Linked DNA regions of Mus musculus: region 1 is linked to region 2. A link is a contact called in public HiChIP or PLAC-seq data. All regions are on one chromosome and are shown on one strand. Each heading gives the region's core, a stretch centred on a gene start, on an enhancer-like site or on the middle of the called end of the contact. The rest is flanking DNA. Distances are from core to core; before and after follow the strand shown. Region 1 holds the start of 4930471M09Rik (RIKEN cDNA 4930471M09 gene). Region 2 has its middle 72 kb from the start of Fbln2.

Evidence for each region. HiChIP or PLAC-seq counts read pairs in DNA pulled down with a chosen protein or histone mark.
Region 1: an H3K4me3 HiChIP or PLAC-seq map of embryonic basal ganglia shows a contact between it and region 2, with 2.6 times the contacts expected there. The contact joins the promoter of 4930471M09Rik here to the enhancer-like site in region 2. A contact is called at or near these places in 1 of 39 promoter capture datasets (embryonic stem cells), 1 of 15 datasets of contacts at CTCF or cohesin (the NIH/3T3 cell line), 2 of 484 Hi-C or Micro-C datasets (Th2 cells and embryonic fibroblasts) and 14 of 115 datasets of contacts at active chromatin or transcription factors (craniofacial prominence, embryonic basal ganglia, embryonic forebrain and 9 more).

What each region holds. Positions count from the first base shown.
Region 1 is chr6:91,438,021-91,442,175 of GRCm38.p6, forward strand. It overlaps 4930471M09Rik (RIKEN cDNA 4930471M09 gene), which reads right to left and starts at 2,834. Exons shown (of 3, transcript NR_045980.1): 1 at 2,341-2,834. It overlaps 1810044D09Rik (RIKEN cDNA 1810044D09 gene), which reads left to right and starts at 2,967. Exons shown (of 2, transcript NR_038153.1): 1 at 2,967-3,138; 2 at 3,422-3,735.
Region 2 is chr6:91,282,595-91,286,540 of GRCm38.p6, forward strand. No RefSeq gene overlaps it. Among named protein-coding and RNA genes, the nearest start is that of Fbln2, 72 kb to the left of the region's middle. Within about 2 kb of position 2,572, at least 64 of the 459 cell types and tissues checked have an H3K27ac peak or open chromatin away from gene starts, as enhancers often do. A contact at or near this core is called in embryonic basal ganglia, embryonic forebrain, forebrain and 1 more, where this site is marked.

The DNA.
Region 1 (4,155 bases), core at 1,584-4,083, 160 kb after region 2:
CACAAATTGGTCCTGGATTTTACCAAATGCTGTTTCGGCATCAGTTGATAACAATTCTATGTCTCTTCCTTGAGCTTCTGAGATGGACTCTATTAGTCGATTTTCACCTTCCAGCTGGTTTAAACACCTGGAGTGACTCACACTTGCTCAAGGTTTGGAGTCTTCTCTGGTTTCACTGTCAGGGTGATTCCTTCTCAAAATGAGCAGGGCTTCTCTCTGCCTTTATCTTCTGAAAAAGTTGGTAACACACTGACAGTGCTGCTTCTTTAAATGTTTGGTAAAATTCATTAGAGAAGCCATTTGGTGATAGGTTGTTTTGGTTGTTTTTTTTTTCACATTATTCATTCATTCAATTTTCCCAGTGATATAATTCCATTATACTCTCTATTTCTCCTCTGGTAGTTTTAGTGCCTGAAGGAATTGATCAGCTTCATCTAAGCCTTTAACAATTAACTTTTAATTAAAAGTTTACAAAGAGAGCAAAAATACAATGCAGTTAATTTACAAATGCTTTCTTTAACTATTCTAAAAGAAAAATCAATACAGTTTCATTGAAAGTCTTCCAGAGAATAATACTGCCCCACTGCCACTTTTTGTTAAAACATTATGACTAAGATATATATGTATATCTTATGTTCCACATTGCCCAACAGAATCCTCTGATATTACTTGACTTATGACTGTTTAATAGGTACTAATTATTTATTTGCATTTGCCATCTAATCATTAAGTAGAAAATTCTTAACAATATAGAAATAAACAGCTAAGACAATTTTCTCCCAAAACTTTCTAAAAGAACGCACTTTTTTCCAGTTTAAATATTAGAGTTTGTACACTCAGTATTTTAAGGAAATGTCCTAGTCTATACAAAAAGACAATACATTGGAACAAATGCTATTTTTGAAGGAATACATGCATTTTTATTGTTTACATATAAAATACTGTAAGGGTCAGCCAGTGCTGGCCCATTATTAGCAGTCTTGGAAGCATTCTAAGCATATTCCTAGAAAGTCATGTTATCAACAGTGGTAATCCCTCTCGCAGCATTTTGATGTGTTGTCCTTTTAGGAACCTAAAATTGATTCCCATTTTTTCGCTGTTGAAATTCTGTTTCCAGTTTTTAAATGATTTTCCTCGGTTTCTTTCTATTACTTTACTGTTTGATTTCTAATATTCTCAGGAGGAAGTTTAAATTACTGGCACCAGATCTTTCTTCTTTCCGGGGTACACAGCTAGTGTTACAAATCTACATGTGGACCTTGTTTTTGCTGCAGACCACAAGGTTGGTGACTTGGTTCCATTTCTTCCTCCCCAGTTCCTTCTTTGTCCCTTTTATTTTCAGGAATAGAATCCAGGGCTTCGCTATGCACTAGACAAACACTACACCACTGACCTCCACACCCAGCCCCTTTTTCCAAATTTATTTTTGACTTCTTTTAAGTTCACATTTAGATCTGACTTGCAGTTTGGAAGCTGCACAATTCACAATTTGGAAATCATGGGAAACACAACCAATAACACCTATAAACCAAATCTGCATGTGAGGATGGATGGGGTGGGGGGCTCCTGTCATGCATAGGGAGAGGACCTTTGAGTCTACTGCAAACTCACGGGAGGTACCAGGAGTCTCACCAGATAGGAGAGGCACCACTACCATAAAACAGACCTCAATTGACTTAAACTAGGGATCAGTCTTAGAGAATAGATATGAGGGACAGGATACTAGAATCAGACTGAGAGAATGGTTGGGTGTGTGCCCTGGGGAGTTAGGTCTGTGTGTTTGTGCTGTTTTGCCATTCATCCAATGATGGACACCCACACTGAGTCCATGACTTAACAAGTGCTGTACAGGAGTTTATATTCCTTCAGGCGTGGCACAGTCCTGGGCAAGTTATGAAAGGAGTCAGATTAAATCTCTAGATGTTTTCAGGAGAGGCTGCCAGCCCTAACAGCTGCCACACATCCCTCCATATACACCCCCACCACAGATGATGGCTTCTGTGTAGTCCAATGAGAAAATTTTCTTCTTAGGGTACTTTTTAAAACATTTTTGAGACCTGTATAATTAGTCCATTTGTGTCATGAGAAAACTTCGTTTCAGCTGTTTGTTTTTTCAATAAGATGACTTTCCTTAACAGGCAAAAAAGCAGTACTCATCTTTATTATTGATTTGAGATAGTATATATATATTCAGGAAAGTTGTCTTAATTTCACATTAATTACATACATTGCTTTCCTCCTTTATCTTTATACATAAAATAGGCTGTTGATATATCTTGAAGAATTTTAAAGGATATTAAATGTTTGATTAAAAAAAAAAAAGGAGTTCGTGCTGAATACCTGTTCTCTCAGCGAACACTCACTCAATCACAAAGCAAATGTCAGTGTTTCTTCTGGAAAAAATCTTATCCAAAGTTTACAATCAAAATTACAAATGGATGGGATTAGCTCTTAAACATACTAAAAGATGTATCATAGATGTAAAACCAACTGTTTTACAGTTTTCGAGCTCACTCTCATGTGGTTCCACATACTCTGGTTCCAGGAGTTAGTGCTACGGGGCCTGCTCACTCACCCCACAAAAAAATGAGCGATAAGACTGAGGGCGGGAGGTCATTATGAGCTGGTCGCCCGGGAGGGCGAGTTTGGACCGTGCAGTACCTTGCTAGCTGAACAGGACAGGGTTAATGTCTAGAATATACAAAGACTCAAAAAATGAATACCTAGAAGTCAAGTGATGGGCTACGGATATGAGAATACAGTTCTCAAGAGTGTTCAAACGGCCAGTTCCACCCGAATATGAACCGACAGCTAGAATGCCAAGGTAGCTGCACGGGACCTTCCTGCTAGACTGAAGCGCTAGCAATGGAGAAGCTGGGCGGAGCCTCCAGTGCAGTAGCGGCGACGGCGCGGTTACATGACGTCATCCTGAGGCGCTGGCCAGTAGCGTCATCAGTTTGAGCCGCTTTCCTTGCCTTGGTCCCTGAGAACCGTCTTCCGACCCTTCCTCCTTCGGTGCTGACTGCTCCCGCGGCTCTTTACGCTGAGATGTTTCACTGACTTCTGCCTGAGATCTGGAAAAGGAACACTGCCCAATAGATGAACATGTGTGAAAAATAACTTCCAAGGAACATCATGGTACTAAGTATCAAATGGAAAGGGAAAGCGAGCAGGCATATTTCTGCCATGGCAGAAACAGCTCTCATAGGCTTCAGAAATAGCCTCCTCCCCGCCGCACCCCACCCCCACCCCCGAGTTCGTCTTCCTCCTGATGCGGGAGGCTTGACTCCAGGTGTTGTTTAGTTTCCTTATCAGTAGCACGTGATGGGGTTCACATATCCACTGCCAGGTCTAGTGGTTGCTGCTTGTTACTAATCCCGAGGCTATCCTCAGATCCCTCATCTCTTCCGCTTTCTTACAGTGCGCAGGGACTGTGCTAAACAGAAAACTGTCAGTCACTGCGGGAATGTGCCTCCCTGATCGCCGCGATCGCCCGCTGCCGCAGCTGTTTCTCCTTCACACGCATAGGCTCCCTGTCTTGCATGGGAGGGAGCAGACCCAGGGGACACCAGACCAACTTGAGTTCACATGGGTTGACTATCCACACCTCTCTCCTCTGTCTTTGGTATCCCGTGAAGTGTGCTGTGTCTCCTCTACCCTGTGATTCCTGTTCATCTCAGGAAGCAGCTGAAAGGGTCAGGAAGGTCCTGGGACATTAAACTACTGTTTGGATGATGTTTGTCTACACTCATTTTCTGGGGAATGATGCGGCTGCCAGACCACGTTAGTGGTCAACTGTCAGGAGTCACATGTGTCCTGAGTCCCTGTGGCCTGAGGGCTCCAGCTATCCCTTCAGTTCTTGGCACAGAGATGTGCTCATGACTGCTGAGCAAGGACAGCTCACAAATCTGTCAGGTTCGAGAGCTCTTCTGCTTGACCCCCTCACTACAGAGGAGGCATCTGGGACCTCACTGCCTCTGGATGTACATCCACTATCCCTCTTCCCAAAATCCCCACAATCACACCTGGACTCATGCTTCAGGTTTCTGTCCAAGGGCTCCAGCTCCCTTATGGCTGGTCCTGTGATGAGGCAAACCATCGTGGTGGCTGGTGAGCAGAGTGACTTGTCTTAAGGTGGACAGAAAGCAGAGAGAA
Region 2 (3,946 bases), core at 1,322-3,821:
ATGGAAACTCCTATACATCCTGCAATGCCCAGCTCTGAGCACCCTCCACAGAGTTAGAGCTTCCCCAACTGCTTTCTAGGTGCTTGCTAGTCTCACTTCTCAGTGTATGTGCAAATGAGTTCCCCTCTGAGTCCCCAGCACCCAGCACCAGGCATGGAGCAAAGCAGACACAGATACATGCTGAGTGAATCAACAACACAGGCATGCTCTTGCCAGGATGCAAACTAGCTGGGAGGAAGATCCAGAGTGGGCCAGGACCGGGGTATGGGGCAGGTTGGTGGAATAGGAGTTGCCCAGGTATCCTCTCCTTAGCCCTGAAGCACCTGCTCCTGGCTCCTCCTTAGCAGGGGCTGATGATAACTCAGCTCTGGCCCCAGGTACAGGGCTCAGACTCTGAGGCCGTGCCCTGGTAGGGTAGTCAGAGACTCATCCTCCTTTCTGTCCATTTTATCAGATCGGAAGCTCAAGGCCAGTTCTGCTTGGCTGACACTAAGGTTTCTGTCCTCCCTGTTCTAGGACTTTGACCCTTTGAAGCTCAGGAAGGGTGGGAACAGGAAGGGACAGTAGTGCTGCTGTGCTGGCTCCAGGGCTTCGGCATCAGGGTCAGGGTTTGTGCCTGAAGTTCCCACCCATAGCCGAGTCATCAGGCCAACGCCCTTGGGCCAGCCGAGCCATCCCTGTGGGAGGTTGGCAGAGCCCGAGGGATGGTAGCTGGGATTGAGGCTTTCTGAATACTATCCTGCCTCCAAAGGTCAGGCCCAAAGAGAATAAGGTTCCTTTTACCACGGCTGGGGGACAAGAACTCCAGCACCAAGAAGGCCAAGTGTGCCATGACCCAAGTCTGGGCTGTTCTCTCTGTGGTTGAGGCTGGGAGGCCTCAGCTTCTTCACTGTGAACAGCACAGCCTTGGCAGCCATACCCTGGCCTACTCACTGTACACCGCCTGCACACTGAAATTTGTGCCCCAGACTAACCTGTCCTCTTGGGGAGTCTCCTCCAGACCACATGGCCTTTGCATAACATCCCACTTGTGGCTCCAGACATGGCTGCTTCTAAACAGGTAGGAGTAAGGCGGGGTTCTGCATGGAGGAGAAGGAGGAGTGAGGGGGAAGAAGGGGCTATGATGATGGTAAACTGAGTCCCAGTTAGTGGCACCAGGTGTGGCATAAAGCAAAGAAATGTTTGTAGAGAATTTAAACAACCTTGCGCACACAGCTCAGTGGAAAGGCAGGTCTTTTTCAGATAGTCGACAGTTGTGTTTGTCAAAATGTTCAGTCTATGGGCAGAGCAAAAATGCAGCAGTGGGTTGGGTGACCATGAGAGGGGTGAATGAGAAAGGTGTGCATAGGGTAGTCCAAGCTGGAACAGGAGGGAGGAGAGATAGCCCCTTGGCAACTCCATTGCTTTGGGCTAGAAATATGACTCCTCTTTCACACTCCCATATTCTATCTATTGGACCCCAGAACATTCTAGATCTCCCCCCCTCTGTTCCCCAACATTCACACCCCTGGTGAGTTCTGCAGAATGAACTCTGAGGACATTCCCGAACTTGACCCCATCCCTCCGTAAGCTTCTCTATTTCAGACCATCCTCGTGTGCAGACCTAGCTGCTCCGGCCTGATCCCTGCCCCATGTCTCTCTTGCTGCTAGCCTCCAATGCCCCAGCGTGCCTCTGCAGGAGACTTGCTTCTGTGGATACAGCCCTTTTCTGCAGTGCCTGACTGCTTGGGCTAACCTACCCCTGCCCACCTAGGGTTCCCTGGAGCCGCCACATCTCCCAGATGCTCGGTAGGCTAAAGTTGCTGCCTGGCCTGGGACCACTCCCTTTGCCCCAGACATTGCTTCCTGATGTTCAGAAGGCCTCTTTCCTTTCCTCTTTTCCAGAAGGCCCCACTACCCCATGTGTTTTCTCAGGCATGCCCTTGCTGGCCACCAGGTCTTCCATGATGACCCTCCTCACCACCGTGCTCTTCCTCTCCCTAGAGAAGTGTAGCTTCCTCAGAGCTTGGTCACTTACAGATAGTGTTCCTGTCCTCAGTGTGAAATAGCGGGGGCTTCAGGAAACAGGTGCTCTAGGAAACATGATGGACTTTCAGTGGGAAACCTGGGTGTCTTGGATAGTAGGGGAACTTGCAACATGTCCCTATCCTTTCCCCAAACTCAGTCTCCCTACCTGTGTTCTAAGGCTCAGCTCCCCTTCTCACAGCTAGTAGCATCGTGTTGGGGGAACCAAGCCTTTCCTTTATCCTTGAAGAGGGTTACCATGGAAACAGTCTTGGCTCGGGCTTAGGGAGCATCCAGTCCTTTGTTAGACTTGGGCCTGCCTTCGGCTTCCCCCTCCCCCGGCTTCCCCATCCCCCGTAGCCTGAGATCTAGCTGTGAAGAGACCAGTGACTAAGGCGGGGCCGCACAGGGAGGGGGGCATTATTTTGGCTGTACACCCCTCCCCTTCCCTCCCCAAATTGATGTTTGCGTCACCAGTTTGAAAAGCTCTCGAGGACAGGGCAGTGTAGCCGGAAGATCAAGTCCCTGGGCACTTGACCCAGAGGCATATTCCCAACCCACGTGGCTTTAGGGACCAGCTCTCCGCCCTTTTCCGTGCCCCGGGCCCTGGCATTTCCCGCTCTCCGTTCTGCAGTGATAAGCAGGGTGGGCGCCGTTGCCTGCTCGCGCCCACCGGGGCAGGATGTGGGCCTGGCGGGTGCGCAGCGTAGTCAGCGTGGCCACAGGTGGACACTCCCGGGTCCCTCTTCAGGGCCCACATATCCAGAGCGGGACAGCTGCTCACGGGGAGGCCGCGGTGAAGTCGGGCCGTTGACTCCGGGCTCTGACTTTCAGCCTGGCTTGGAGCCATGGGGCAGGCATGCCGGGACTCTCAGGAAGAGCCCGGACTCCAGCGGCAGGTGGCGAAGCTCAGCTGCTGAGTGCCAGTCCCTAGCGTGGCCAGCCGCCTTTGGCCAGTGCAGCTAGGGCGTGCGCCAAAGCCACCGCCGCTGAGGATGTTGGACGCCACCAGGAGGCGCTGCGAGCGTCGCGGATCGTCAGTGCGTGTGTCCGAGCGGTGGCTCTGGCAGAAAGCTATCCAGGCGCAGGGGCGCTAGGCGCTGGTCCGCGGAAAGCCGAGGCGCAGGTCCTAGAACTTTCTACCCGGAGATCACACACTCTGAGCCCTGCTGATTGCAGGTCTCTGCTCCAGATCGCAGGGCTGGTGCGCTAAGGGTTTCAGTAGAGAGCAGGGCTTAGACACTGCAGCCCACGGCCCTGTCCTGTCCCGCAGAATTCAGATCTCCGTTCTGCCTTTTCCCATCTGTGAGACATAGGCAAGTTCCTAGACTTCTTGGTGTCTGATTTTCCTGCCTTGTGAGATGAGATTGCTGCGAGTAGCGGGTTCACCGGGTTGCGACAGGAAACCTGGATCACTCCCAGATGTACACATGTTCCTGCCCATCACAGCACGGTTGACTAGTAGGTTGGGCGATGCGGGGCCTCAGCAGTGGAGACACAGAGAAGCAAGTCGCTGAGCACTGTGTCCTGGCAGGTGCTCGTGAGGACCAGACGGCATTTAGACTAAACTTTTCTCCTCCTGGCGAGACAAGAACAATGAGAGGCTCCCCCAGGTTGATTTGGGAGGCAAATTCAGTGCCAGACCACCCTCTTCCTCCCAGCAGAGACCGTCGCCCTTGGTCGTTGTGCTCTCGGTTGTCCTCCCGCGTCATACAGTCTACGCCCCTCGGAGGCTGCCCACTGGTGTGCAGACTGTAGTGGACAGCATCCCGCAGCGGGCGAATGCTTATAGTGCGGGGCTTGTTGCCTGACACATTAGAGGGCCTGCAGCCGAATCAGCTCAAGTTCGCTGACTAGAGGCATGTAGGGTGATGAAGAGGGCCCATTCCAAGCCTCTACCGCGAAGTACCTAGGCCAGGTTCACTTCTGCACAGGGACAATC